Linked DNA regions of Sus scrofa: all the other regions are linked to region 1. A link is a contact called in public Hi-C and HiChIP or PLAC-seq data. All regions are on one chromosome and are shown on one strand. The core of a region is the stretch at or near the end of the contact, and the rest is flanking DNA. Distances in the headings are between cores, read along the strand shown.

Region 1 (3,501 bases), core at 739-3,238:
GGGATAATTCACGTAGCACCATATAACACAAGTTAAAGCTTCCAGACAAAGGCTGAGAAACAAGGACCAAGATCAGCAAATCTTAAGGTTAATTCATGTAGGTCATGTACACACATACACTCCAACCCAGTGAATAGTCACAATTCCTGGGAGAAAGCTGCTTCTTCCTCCCTAACTGTGAACCACTCTATTTCCCAATCTTGTGATTTTCCCTTTTCTGCCCTCCTCTTACTCTCCAAGACAATTGCATCTTCCTTTCAAGTTACATGGAATCCCAACCTAATCACATTATAAATTCTCAGTTACCTTTCCTGACATTTCCCCCCACCCCCCGCAAAGATTAGCCTCTTCGCACGTTTTTCTTTAGAGCTGGGGTGAAATGATAGAAAAGCGCTGTGGAATTCCCGCTCTTCCCAGTCTCTTCCCCCATCCCTCCTCTATCCATCCCCTTTCCCGCTTCCTAATTCTTCTACCCCAGGGCCAGGGAGCTTGATCCTAAACTAAGGATATCAAAGGGAACCTTTTTTTTCTCCCGGGTTTTGCATTTTCTTTGCTGTTACCCACGGAGGGGAGAGCTGGGATGTCGAATTGAAACAAAGAATTTCAAGTCCCTTTCCCTAGAACTTTGGAGTAAACACACACACGGAAAGGGCATCAGCCAGGGCTCTTCTTTCCTACCATGAGACCCCCTTCCTCTCACAGCTCCCTCCTAGCCCTTCACTCCTCGGAAAGATCTGGAAACCGTTCCCTTTAGGCCCTAAGGCTTGGAGCGGTCCCCAGTCAGCCTCCTCATCTTCCTCCTTAAAGGGACAGATAATATTTACATTTTCTTGAATCAACTTCTCCCAAAGTTCCAGGGCTTCTTCAAAACCTTATATAGTTCTTAAGGTCTCAACTCTGAGACTCGCCCCGAAATGGGTGCCCAGCCTCTCCTGAAGTGGAGGTACAGCCTTTCCCAGACGGGTTTCTCCGAGCTCCAACCGCAATGCCAGTGCGCTCAGCTCCAGCAAGAGATGACTCCCCAGACTCTCAGGGAGACCGAGTCCCCACGAGGCCACACGCCCCCGCAGGGCAGGGCCCGGCTCCCGATCTCCTCCCCAGGGACCCTCGACATTGCTGGTGCGCTCCGTCCCTGCGGCCCCCGCCCCCCCCCTTCTAAGGGAGACCCGGTCCTCACTCCCTTCAATAATCTCAAGTTGCTCGGTCCTCTCGTAGCCGCGGGGGAGGAGAGGGGTGCTGAGATTTCCCCGTACAAGCCCACCCTCAGCCCCTTCCGCGGCCGCAGAGACCCGAGAACGCAAAAGAGGCTCAGGGTCTGTCCCCCGTCGGCGATCCGGCCCAGGCAGGCCAGGTCCCTCCCCCTCGGAAGCCCCGAGCCGGTCAGCCTGGCCACTCGCGGCGCGGAGCGCGCTCAGCCCCCCGGGGTCTCTGCCCTCGGGCCGCCCTCGTCCAACCAGCCCGCGCGCCGCGCGCCTTCCCGGCCCGCCGCACTGGCCGCGGGCTCTGCGCCGCGGGTTCCTACCCGCAGCCCCGGATGCCCGGGGCCGCTCGTCGCGAAGCCCGCTCGCACCGCTACCTGCAGGGGCCGCCGCGCCTCTCAGCGCCCCGCCGCCGCCATCTTGCATTTCAAACCGGCTGCACTTTTCAAGGAGTCAACTCTGACCTGTGAACCCTACACCCGGAACCGCTCGGCGGTCCGGCTCACGGCTTCAGCAGATCCGCAGACTCGGTGGAACGTAAAGTCTGGGGTGGGGGTGCTAGGCCAGGCGCGCGCCCCAGCGGCCGACCCGGGGCGAGAGCGGGGGAGGGGAAGAGCCGGCCGAGGCGGGGCCCTCCCGCGCGCGCGCGCCCTCCGCGCGCCCCCACCCCGCTCTGCGCCACGCTTTCCACTCGCAGACCCTGCTTCTCCCCTGGGGTTCGACCCTGGCCTCCACCCCCGGATTGGCGCAGGGCGAGAGGTAGGGGGCCGCCCCGCCCCTCTGTCAACAGAAGCCCCGCCTTTTCCAAGTCTCGAAGCGGCCACGCCCCTTGCTGGTGTTAGCTCCGCCCGCTATCGGTAGAAGCCTTTTCTTCACTCAGGTCAATCCAGAAGGCAGCCCCGCCTTCTGTCAGTTGTGGCCCCGCCCCCGGGCGCTCCTTCTTCCTAAAGTCACCGCTGGATCCTGAGAAACGCCCCTTGTCATAAGTCCCATTTGGTGGCAGTACTGTCCAAGCCCGCCCCTTTCGTCGGGAGCCCCTCCTACTGTCAATAGAAGTCGGGTCTTTCTGAAACCCTTCGGGATTCTAGCCCGAAGCTCCACCCCCTGTCAGCTGCTGCCCTGCCACCTCTTGCCTCCAACTCCAACATCAAAAGCCGTCCCTCCACCCGCTGATACCAAAAGTTCGATCCAACCTCACTTTGAACCGCGGGGCAAGACGGAGCCACCCTTTGCTCCCCGAAAGCCCTCCCTCTCCCCCTCACGAGTCACTCTTGTGGGGGGCTTTCTTTTCAAGCCGTGGTCGTCAAATACTGAACAGCTTCAATGCGAACCAGCCCTGCAAAGGAGGCCGGCTAAGGACCCAGGCTTTGGGAAAAACTACCCTCCCCATTTCTCTTCGTCCCTTCTCCCCTCCCCACATCATTTTTTACAAGGAAAAAAGTACAGACCAAAGCAAAGGGAAACAAATCACCTTCCAGGCTACTCTTCACAGAATCTCCGGCCAGGACCTGTGGGAACTTTCCGGCGCCTTGATGTTCGTTCCCCGCCCCCACCCCGGGCATGGACCCTCTGCGCTTTAACAGCAGCGCTCCACTGAGCCACATTAATCCTAAAACATGCAGTTGCTTAAAGTGAAAGCCTGATGGTTGAAATCAGTGCACATCGGCTTCTTTTATTTGTTTGTTTTATCTTAGAATACTAGAACTTGTGGAAGCAGAAGCAAGCAAAGCTTAATCTTGCAAACATAGGTGCTCAGTCCTGCCATGCTCAACACTCTGTGTATACAACAAAACTTTAACACCACTTTAACTCTCCTGGAATTAAATTCATTGATAATGTAAACTATCTACAAGAAACTACTGTAATGTTCTGATAACATAAAGGTGAAATAAGTGAAAGTAACTTATTCTAAAATATTAAACTAATATCAAAAATACTAATAAAATACATTTTCCACTATGGAAAAACTCTGGCACCAATATAATTACAGTCCAAAACAGCCCCAACAAAATTTCAGCACGCCCCCTAGGGGGCAGTACTGTGCCCACTGAAAACTGCCTAAGATTTATCTCTGAGGAAAGGAAAAGCTTCTGATACAGAAATTCACTTTTTTTGTTCATGCCTTTAACGACTAGGTTTTTGAGCATAAGTGAATTCCAGGTACTGTGGAAGATTCAAAGCTGAGTCAGGCAATATTTCTGTCTTCAAGGAGATTACAGTCTAGTAACCAAGCAAAAAAACATGAGCATGAAAACATCAAGCCGGGGAGTTTCCACTGTGGCTCAAAGGATTACCAACCCGG
Region 2 (3,501 bases), core at 609-3,108, 200 kb after region 1:
ACCAGAGGCTCTGCATTTCAGACCTCTCCTGCTGAATCCAATGGCCTGTTTCTCACTGAGGAGCATCCTACAGTTACATCTGGGTGAGCTGCCGCGACACAGCTCAGCAGATCGTGGCTGCACCTCTCTGGAAACTGTTAGACAAAAATAAAGCAGCAAAATATTAGGTCCTCATTTCTTAAGCATGAGGAGGAAGGGAGGAACCTTCTAATCCACCAAAATAAAAAGAAGCTTTTCGCCTGGGGAGAATAATTTAGGCCTAATTGGCAATTAGAGTCCCTAAAAGAGTCTAGTGACAACAGTTGGTCTTTTTCTGTAAATTATGTGGTTTTCCATAAGATTTCTGTATGGTGCTCCCCAGACTCCTCAGGGACTTGGTCAAAGTGCCTTTACCATAAAGGTCAATGTGCTCTTGTCCCTCCTGGCAGACCCCCAAGATTAAATACTTTCCCCCCCCCTTTGGAAGACAAAAGGTGATGCTTTATGAATCATAAATAGGTGATAGACTCTGAAGGTCAGTACATGGAAATAGTGATATTTTCCTTGATAGTTTTGGTAAAATTGAGTGCCAAGGGCTCAGCCAAACAACCACTGGTCATTCTCAGTGGGAAGCTGGCCCACTTAGGGAACTCTCTCCATTGAAGTCAATTTAAGGGCTGAGGGTGGGGAGCAGTGGTTTTAACCAAAAGCCCTAGGAAAAGGCACCCAAGGCCACTGATCCCCTCTAGACCCATTTCCATTGCCCTCCTCATGGGAATCAAATGGCAGCTACTGGGAAGCGCAGCTTGGAGGCCTGGACTGACAGATTCCAGAGCACCCAACTCATTAATCAGGGCTTCTGTGTTATTAACCAAGCAGAGCATCAGGCTCCGGGGACTTTGGATTTTCCACCCGACTGACAGAGGGCAGGTGGGACTTGAGTCCAGAGGCTCACCTGCTCCAGGTGGGCTTTCTGCAGGTGATAAGCATACCTTGAAATGGGGGTGCCCTCACTATATAAAGAAAACTGACAAAAAGGGCCACTGAGGAAACAGGTGCAAAGACTTCGTCCTCTCAGAAGCAGAGAGCTCGTGTGGGTTTCATACCCCGCCTCCCTTTCCTCCTCCGCAGCTCTGCCTCCTCGAGTCTTTACCATCGCTCCGAAAGTCCGCCCGCAAAGCGCTGGTGCCCCAGGGACCATCTGGCCGCCCCTTCCTGGTTACTCATCCTCTCTGCCCACTCTGTGGTCGCCTTTGCGTGGGAAGAGCCTGGAGGTGCTCTGGGCGGGCCCCGTGTCCAATCCCGTCTCCAGACTTGTGCTGGGAGTCCCGCGCCACCCCAGGGTGAAGGGCACGCAGCCCGCTCACCGCCGGCGCCCACACACGCAAAGCGAACGACAACGGGTCTTTTAAGGCAGGGGACCCCTGAAGTTGTGAGCGTTTGTGGAGAAGAGCCTCATTTATCGTCACACTCTCAGAGGGACCTGGGGTTCTGGAAGGAGTCATGCCCACTTTGGGACGCTGACCTTGAACAATAATAAGAAACCAAATACCCTGAATCCCGTGCTCTGGTGACCTCTACAGAAACCCAGGCAATTCACTCTCATCCTTCTAGTCAGGGGCTCCCTTCTCACCCTGTTCCAGCTCTGCCTGCGTCCCATTCACCGACCCACTCCCGGAGACCAGCCCGAGTGTTTGCGTAGCTGAAGTTGGTGGCGATCCCCTCACCTGCTGAGGTCGCTCACGAAGCTGCCACTCTTCTCATCCAGGAAGCGCTTCCAGCCATCGGCTGTCTTCACCCAGCTCTGCCCGGGGGACCGCCAGTCCTGCCCGAGGAATGGCATGGCACTGCAAACGGACGCGACGGACTGATGGACAGGACCGGCCGGGCGGCCTCGGGGACGCGCCGCCCTGGGCGGATGCTCGGACGGGGGTGCTGGGGCCGGTGAGGGAGCGGCTTCAGGGAACCTGTGTGGAGGGCTGCGGGATCTGGGGTGCGGAGCGGGGTCCCTGCGCTCGCGAAGGGTGCTGTGGAGGGTCGCCGGGCGCGCGGGGCTCGCTGGAGTGCTGCGCTGAGGTCCCGGCCGCTGTATTTATCCCGGGCCGCTGGCCCCGGCTCTTTGTTGCCGGAAGAGCCGCCTGCTCTTAGCCCGGCCCCCCCAGCCTGGAGGCCACGTGGCTTTGTTTATGGGCTCGGCTTGTTTTCCGAGGCGCCCGCGGCTCTTGCTCCTCTGGCTGTTGCACAACCGCTCGCTGGTGGAAACTTGAAGCCGCGCTGCGGATCGGGGCGCCCACTGCCCCTCCACCCCTGGCCCCTCGCGCTCCTTCTCCCCCCCGCCAGGGCAGCTGCTGCAGCTGGGAGAGCGAGGCCGGGCGCTCGGGAAACTGCACACCGTCCTTCTGCAGCTCTTGGCCTGGCGAGGTGCAGGGAGGAGGAGGCTCGACTGGCTTGTGGATCGCTTCGGCGCGGGGGTGGGGAAAAGGGACCGCTCTCCTCCCAACCCTGAGCTGTCACAATCGAGCCCTGGGTCCAGACAAGCCCCGCCAAAGCGGGGGCCTGACACGGCCCCCCGGAGCCCGGAGCCCGGCAGGGGGTCGGGGGCGCAGCCTCCTGGCCTCTCTCACTACCTAGAACCCGCTCTCCGGTGGAGGAGGGGACACCGCCAGGCGGGGGTGGGGCGGCGGGACAGTCGTCCACCTCACCCTGCCCCAGAACTGTTACAGAGTCTGCTGTCAGGCAGGCCTGTCTCCCGGGTGGCGAAGGAAGAAGATGGAAGCTCGGTGGCAGCTGGTCCCAGCGGTGGAAGTGGAGAGCAGGGACAGTCCCCCACCCCACTCTGGACACCCTAAGCCAGCAGCACTGGCATCTGCGGGGCCTGAGTAGGCACCATAACGTCAGGGAGCAGGTTAGGGGTGTGTCAGCCCCGCTGACTGCCCGGTTATCTGCCTAGGGCTTAGGGGACTGGACTTCTGTTACAAAGAACCGCTCTACCCTTTTCTGTTCTGCGTCCTCTGGGCTCTTAAGCCCTTCTCCGGAAATAGGTCAGGAGTTTTGTTTTGGTTTTGGTGACCGTTTAGGGAGAAGGGCCTAGAAAGCCCCTCTGCCTGACTGATGGGGACTAAACGAAACACTGTAAAAGCCCACAGTGAGGAGGCGATGCCCCAGGGTCTGAAGCCCTCATAGACCTCAGCTTATTAACCTAAGCCTCAGGAGGACCAGTGTGGCAGCTGTCCCATGTTCCAGATGAGGGCACTGAGAGTCCCTGAGAAGGATTAAGCCAGTGACTTACCTAGAGTCACAGGGCTAGTTTCTTCACCACCCGTAGTACAATCTGAAATTACCCTGTTTGCTTTTTGGTAACAATCTACCCGTCTCTGCAGAAGGTAAACTCCATGAGCTGGACCACTTGTTGCAGTGGCATCCCAGCTCCAGCACCCTGCGGGCCTAGAGAAGGCCTGCAGTAATTGCTTATCCCATGAGCAGGTGAACACACAGGGGAGGCTGCTGACAAGGCATCTTCAC
Region 3 (3,501 bases), core at 548-3,047, 210 kb before region 1:
TTAAAAGGTTCTGGACAGGAAGTTCCCGTGGGGCAGAGCAGATTGTTAAGGATCTGGCACTGCCGCAGCTGTGGCACAGGTTCAATCCCTGGCCTGGGAACTTCCAGATGGCTAAGGTGCAGCCAAAAAAAAAAGAGCCTCTGGGCAGAGGACTGACAGAACATGATTTATGTTCTAAGAGGATCACTCTAGCTCTGTAGAGAAAAGACTGAAAGGAACAGGGCTGGTATGACAATGGCTTGCATTGGAGAACAAAAAAGGACTGTATTCTGAATATTTACTTGAAGTAAATCTGCTAAGAGACTGTGGGATGTTTGAGACGTCAAGGATGACTCCATGACTATTAGCTTAAGCTCCTGCAATGCTGAAGTTGCTATTTACTTCAGCGAAAAGGGCATTGTTTTACACTCATGAAGTTTGATTTGTCTATTAGTCATCTCAGTGGTAATTTCAAGTCTACAGCTGGATGTACAAGTTTGGAAGTGAGACAGCTCTGGACAAAGAGGTGTATTTGTATTTGAGAATCTTCAGTTTATAGAAATTATTTAAAGCCATTAAGCTAAATGAGATCACCTACAGCTAGGGAGACTCTGAAGAGTCCTGGGGCACATCACAACATTTAAAGGTCAGGAAGGTAAGGAACCAGCAAGGGAGACTAAGAAATGGCCAGTGACGACTGCAAAGACAAAAGAGTGTTAAACAAAGTCCAAAGGATGTGTTGAAATTAATTTCTGATCTTGGTATCTGACCTGCCTCCAGGTCAGGTCTGATGAAAGATTTAAATCACAGAATCCAGTGAATAAAGATAACCTCCAGAAAACTAATATTCTCTTGTCAGGAATGTTACTCTGGGCTGTTTCCTTCATGCTTAAGAAAAAACCAAGACAAAAACAAACAGGGCCTTCCATTTCTGGAGCAATTTACTCTTTACTCAGTCCTTTATAAATTCAACTACTACCTGCCAGAGCCAAGGAGACACACAAATAAACAAACTCACTCTTCGCACCTCTGTCTTCAAATCACTCCTGCCAGGGAAGAAACGCCATCAACATACAAAAGACTCAGCTGGCTGTTGGGCAAGCCGTGGTCCACATGCCATCCACGTGGGTGGCAGAGGGAGCTCAGAGGGCCATACTCCAGGTGGCCCCAGGCTGCTAATCACTGGCCTCCGACAGACTGACAAGTATTAGACTTACCTTCCCCACTGCCGCCTTCTCTGGGTACAGAGGGCGGGGAGCACAGACTTAACAGCATGGCGAAATCGGTCCCCTTCCATTGGGCCAAACCGAGGACTCTCCACGCCTCCAGCTATCCAGGCCCAGGCTCAGACTCCTTTGCCTCCACCTTATCCCTGGGCCACAGGACCCCGCCCTAAACCCCTGGAGCCGCCGCACTACAAATCCCACCAGACACCGCGCGTCCGCAACCGGCGGGTCTACGCTCCGCCGCTGCGGGGCCACCTGGGGCCTGTAGTTTCCACTTCCCCCATCGCCGGTCAATACCTGGAAGCGATAAAGGAAGGCTTCAGGCCAGAGGAAGAAATAGGCCGGGCTGATGAGACCGAGTTTGCCGACTAAGGGCACTGCAACGGTGGCGGCGAACCAATAGCGCGTGATAGCCGGGATACTCCTGAACCAGTCCCCGATGTCCGACATCTTCGCCTCGTCGTGGCCGGGATGTGCACAGCCGTCCGACTCCCGGTCCCGGCCCCCTCCGACGCGGCCTCCTGGGTGAGTGGAAGGTGTCGAGGCGGAGCCGCCCCAGCCCCGGTGCAGAAGGCGGAGACCCGCGGACGTGGCGCCACCGAATTCGGACGAGCGAGGGAGCGTTCGGCGGCGAACTTCCCCTTCCGGAGGCCGCAGACGACGTTAACCAGAAGTCCCGCCGCTTAAAGAGCTAGCAGGTTTTTACCACTGGAAGGAAGTTCGGAGCTTGGGGGCGGGGCCAGGCGGGGCGACAACACGACTGGTGGAAAACAGTGGTTGCCGGGAGCAACGACAAATACTCCAGCCAATGGCGAGGCTGAATGCCTTCTACCGGGTTCCTGCCTGATTTATAATCCAGGTGGGTACATTTTGTAGGGTAGTCAAAGGGAAAGGAGGAGGCAAAGTACAATGTAGTTCCTCTTTGTTCATTCGTTACGCAAATGTTTATTGAGAGCTTACCAAGTGCGACATAGGGTTCTAGACACCAGAGGTGCTGCAACTAGCAGAGTCGTTGTGGTACCTTCTCTCCTGGAGCTTACATACTAACAAAAATAACAGTGAATGAACAAATAATTGAACAATTTAAAGAGATAAGGAGAAAAAGGCAAATAAATTAGGAAGATGGGGATAGAGTGACTGCGTGGGAGTGGGGAAGTGTGGGGAGAGAAATCTGCTTTAGATGGGATTGGTCAGAGAGAACTCGGAGAAAGTGACCTTTGAGCACGCACACCCCAGCCCCCTGCAAAGATATGGGGAGTTTTCCATTCAGAGGAAACAGCCGCTCTGTGCACCAAAAAAAAAAAAAAAAAAAAAAAAAAAATGTTGACGGCCATTTCAGTAAACAAAGAATGCTGCCTTCCATTCCAGTAAAGTGAATGTTGCCTGCCGTCAAGTCATCAGCCACTGCAGCCACCATTCCAGTAAAGTGAATGTTGCCTGCCGTCAAGTCATCAGCCACTGCAGCCACCCGGATGGTGCACCCTAGAGGGATTCAGGAAGGAGAAAAAGAGGATACTGGCCCAGTTAAGATGCATATCTAAGTAATAATTTCAATGAGCCAGAATCTTGCATCTTCCCTTACACAAAAAAGCGCTAAAATCATTTAGATGTCTGATTTTTGTGATTAGCTGTAATATTTTGACACGTGACTACATGGTTTGTTTGTATTCAGCCAAAAATCCTATATATTCTGACTCCTCCCTTACCTCTTCAGAGCAGGTCCTCTGAGCTACCCGAGAGGCTGGGTCTGGGGCTATAGTCCTCAGTAAATTCCTTGAATAAAACTTAACTTGCGACTTAGATTGTGTGTTTTTCTTCAGTCAGCAATTCCAACTGGCTTGGAATTTTGGAGGAACTGAAAGCAGAAATGATCATGACTATTAATCTGGTTTATTGGGTAGGACTTAAGTTACAGATAGATGAAAATCCACCTTGTTTTTACCTTCTTTTTTAATATATTATTTTCCATTATGATCTATCCCAAGAGATTGCCTATATTTCCCTGTGCTATACAGTAGGACCTCATTGCTTATCCATTCTAAATGTAATAGTTTGCATCTACTAACCCCAAACTCCTAGATCTTCCCACCCCCTCCCTTCTCCTTCTTGGCAACTGCAAGTCTCTTCTCTATGTCTGTGAGTCTGTTGCTGTTTTGTAGATAGGTTCACTTGTGCCCTATATTAGATCCTACATATAAGTGATATTGTATGGTATTTGCCTTTCTCTTTCTGACTTACTTCATTTAGTATGATAACCTCTAGGTCCATCCACATTGCTGCAAATGGCATTATTCCA
Region 4 (3,501 bases), core at 525-3,024, 190 kb before region 1:
CAGCAACGCGGGATCCGAGCCGCGTCTGCAACCTACACCACAGCTCATGGCAACACTGGGTCCTAAACCCACTGAGCAAGGCCAGGGATTGAACCTGCAACCTCATGGTTCCTAGTCGGATTCGTTAACCACTGCGCCACGGCGGGAACTCCTAGAGATCTTTAAATGAGGAGTTAGCCTAGATTTTCCAGGTGGGGCCAAAATCCAATGACAGGTGCTCTTTCTTTTTTTTTTCCTGGCTGGTAAGATTGTGTTTTACTTTCAAAATATTTTTTTTTATTTCTTAAGTATTCTTCAATGAAAATATATTACTTTTATCTATTTATATCTGTTTCAGATATTATATATTTTTACTATTTTTATTTTATTTATTTATCTTTGCCAAGAAGGGCCGCTCCCGGCATATGGAAGCTCCCAGGCTAGGGGTCGAATCGGAGCTGTAGCTGCTAGCCTATGCCAGAGCCACAGCAATGTGGGATCAAGCTGTGTCTGCAACCTACACCACAGCTCACGGCAACGCTGGATCCTTAACCCACTGAGCAAGGCCAGGGATCGAACCCAAAACCTCATCGTTCCTAGTCGGATTCGTTAATCACTGAGCCACGACGGGAACTCCAATATTTTAAAAAAGCATTATATATGCATTTAAAATCTCACTTTTACCCTGCAGTGACAGGTGTTCTTAGAAAAGCAGTGAGGCGTTCCCGTTGTGGCTCAGCAGTTAATGAACCTGACTAGTATCCATGAGGATGTGGGTTCGATCCTTGGCCTCTCTTAGTAGGTTAAGGATCTAGCGCTGCCATGATTGGTGGTGTAGGTCGCAGTAGTGGCTCAGATCCCAAGTTGCTGTGGCTGTGGTGTAGGCCATTGGCTACAGCTCCAATTCAATCCCTAGCCTGGGAACTTCCATATGCCAAGAGTGCGGCCCCAAAAAGACAAAAATAAACAAACAAGCAAAAACAAAGTGAGATTCAAATAGAGATTAAAGGAAAGAAAGTGATGTGAAAATGGAGGCAAAGATACTTCACCAGAGCCTCTGGAGGGCGTGGCCAACCAACACCTTGATTCAGACTCTGAGCTCCAGAACTGCAAATGAATAAATTTCTGTCGTCTTATGCACCAAGTTTGTCAGGAAGCCAATACATTACCTCATAGAGCAGTAAAAATGGCGATGGTAATGCTACTAGAGTTGTAGGTTTGCTTTGAGGATTAAATGAATTAAAATTCTAAGGAACTTAGAAGTGTGTTTGATACCTAGTAAGCACTGTTAAAGTTCTAAGTGAATTTTTTTAAAAAAAGAATTTCTCTGGCGTCAATGCAAGTTGTTGAAGACATCGCTTTACTGGTGTATAACTGGGGTATTGGACGCCATAATACAAGAATCTCTTGTTAGACTATGGAATTGAAACAACATTCACAGCAATGGTGAAAAGACCAAGGGTGGGCTCCACAAAGGTTCTTTTCGAACCCAAGTGTTCTCTAAAAGAAACCCTTCAATTCTAAATGCATTTGGATCCTGGCTTCTATTAGTTTTCTGTACAATCCCTTAATCCCTAAACACAATGTGAAACGCAATCAGAGACCACTGGGGAAAATCACTTTATCGCCTCCTTTGGGAGCCTAAAACCCTGCGAGGCCCCCAGAGAACAGAATTCCCTAGCCAGTTCCTCGCTCTCGCCTTGCACCTGCAGAAAACTACGATTCCCAGAAGGCTTTGGACCGCGAAAGGGGGCGGAATCTAAGAGAGAGTTGGTCGTTGGCCGATCCCATGGTCTAGCGCGGGAAGGGTCGCCTGGGCGGAGTTTGGGAGGAAGCCGCCTCCCGATTAGTTGTAAATGGAAAGACGGCGTCCTGCCCGTAGTTGGTACGGTCCGCGGCGGACCGGGGCGGTAGCCGCCGGCGCTCAAGTTTCCCGGGCCGGAGCGTAGGGCCTGCCGGGAAAGCGCCGGAACCGTTGTTCGCCAGGCCGGCTGCAGCAGCGCGTGGGCTGCGACATGCAGAGCACAGACCTGGGCAACAAGGAGAGCGGCAAAATATGGCACCGGAAGCCATCCCCGGCCACACGGGACGGGTAAAGGCCGCGGCAGGAGGCGCGCTATGGATGGGGATGGAGGCCGGCGACGGGCGAGTCCACGGCTTTGGAGAGGCGTTTGAGGGGCTAGTGGGAAGGGTCTCCGGACGGGGTGCGTAGGGCTAGGTGGAAATTCGGGTTCTGGCTCTGATCCTGCGCGGAATCCCCGGGGAATGCAGGTAGCCTTAGTCTTGGTTTGCTCCGACCACTTGGTCCTTAAAGACCTCCTTCCCAGTCCTAGGGGCGGGGGTCTGTTTGGGATCCGCGTGGAGTAATAGGTCCTGATTTATGTCAGGGAATTTGTGCTTCTGATGCGTGCCAGGACTGCCTGCCTTAATTATCACAGTATCCCTGTGGTATTCCTGGCACGCAGTAGATACTCAGTAAATATTTGTTAAGTATTCCAGCTGGGAAAGAACTCAGGAGGAACGGATGCGGGGAGAGGAGGAGACGAGTGCACTTCTCCCCCTTCCAAATGCCGTCTATCCATCCTCGAATCATGGTCTGTATTCAGGCGAGCATTCATTCATCGACGGCTTGATGAGGACCCACTGTGTGCCGAGCTAAGTGCTGGGGGACAGCTGGAGAGCAAAAAACTGCTGGTTCTCTTGGAGTTTACGTATTAACGTGTGTGGTGGTGATGGTGGCGGGAAGGGGGAGCAGTTGTATTTACAACGTAGGGCGACCTTCAAGTAAGACTAGCACTGCTGCTGTTCCATTTTATTTTTTTAATAGACTTTATTTCTTTAGGATAGTTTTAGGTTCACAGAAAAATTGAGAGGAAGGTATGGAGATTTCCCATGTACCCCCTTGCCCCCACACCTGCCTAGCCTCCCCATTATGGATATCCCCCACCAGACCTGCAGTTGTTGCGATTAATGAGCCTACACTGACCCATCTTTATCACCCAGAGTTCACATTTCACATTAGGATTCCCTCTAGGTATTCTACATTCTGTAGATCCGGACAGACATATAATGACATTATCCACCTTTATGATCTCATACAAAGTATTTACATTGTCCTAAAAATTGTCTGTGCTCTGCGTATTCACCCCTTCCTCCCCAGCGCTTCATTCTGTCCTGTTTGAGGCTCCTGTGTGACTTGAAGGCAGGCTTTGTCCCAAAGTGGTACCATCTTGGTTCCAGTTGTTTCACGGAGACTAACCTTCTCGCTTCGAATTCCTTAGGATTTCATGGCCCTCGCTGCATCACTTGAGTTTATGTTTCTGTGTATTTCTTGTTCTAGTAATTATTCTGTTGATCCTTTGGTTGCTTCTCAACCAATGAGTAGACTTTTGAGTGCCAACTACCCATGCCCAAAGCACTGTGCTACATGTTGTACTGTCGGCTTGTTTGGTTCCTGGTTGCTAGCAGTCCCCTAACAACGCTGCTGACGCATCACCTCCACTGTGCTGAATAAACATTTTA

What was found. A called contact is a pair of places that touch in the nucleus more often than the background predicts. HiChIP or PLAC-seq counts read pairs in DNA pulled down with a chosen protein or histone mark.
Region 2: a Hi-C map of skeletal muscle shows a contact between it and region 1, with 4 times the contacts expected there. The contact joins the promoter of FBXO32 here to the promoter of ZHX1 in region 1. A contact is called at or near these places in 2 of 47 Hi-C or Micro-C datasets (liver and skeletal muscle) and 1 of 2 datasets of contacts at active chromatin or transcription factors (alveolar macrophages).
Region 3: a contact with region 1 is called in an H3K27ac HiChIP or PLAC-seq map of skeletal muscle. The contact joins the promoter of DERL1 here to the promoter of ZHX1 in region 1. A contact is called at or near these places in 2 of 2 datasets of contacts at active chromatin or transcription factors (alveolar macrophages and skeletal muscle).
Region 4: a Hi-C map of skeletal muscle shows a contact between it and region 1, with 11 times the contacts expected there. The contact joins the promoter of TBC1D31 here to the promoter of ZHX1 in region 1. A contact is called at or near these places in 4 of 47 Hi-C or Micro-C datasets (heart right ventricle, liver and skeletal muscle).

The regions. Positions count from the first base shown.
Region 1 is chr4:16,099,267-16,102,767 of Sscrofa11.1, reverse strand. It overlaps ZHX1 (zinc fingers and homeoboxes protein 1), which reads right to left and starts at 1,988. Exons shown (of 4, transcript XM_013996503.2): 1 at 1,577-1,988.
Region 2 is chr4:15,894,232-15,897,732 of Sscrofa11.1, reverse strand. It overlaps FBXO32 (F-box protein 32), which reads right to left and starts at 1,858. Exons shown (of 9, transcript NM_001044588.1): 1 at 1,707-1,858. The coding sequence starts at 1,822.
Region 3 is chr4:16,308,703-16,312,203 of Sscrofa11.1, reverse strand. It overlaps DERL1 (derlin 1), which reads right to left and starts at 1,797. Exons shown (of 8, transcript NM_001244479.1): 1 at 1,503-1,797. The coding sequence starts at 1,655.
Region 4 is chr4:16,286,082-16,289,582 of Sscrofa11.1, reverse strand. It overlaps TBC1D31 (TBC1 domain family member 31), which reads left to right and starts at 1,774. Exons shown (of 20, transcript XM_021088972.1): 1 at 1,774-2,071.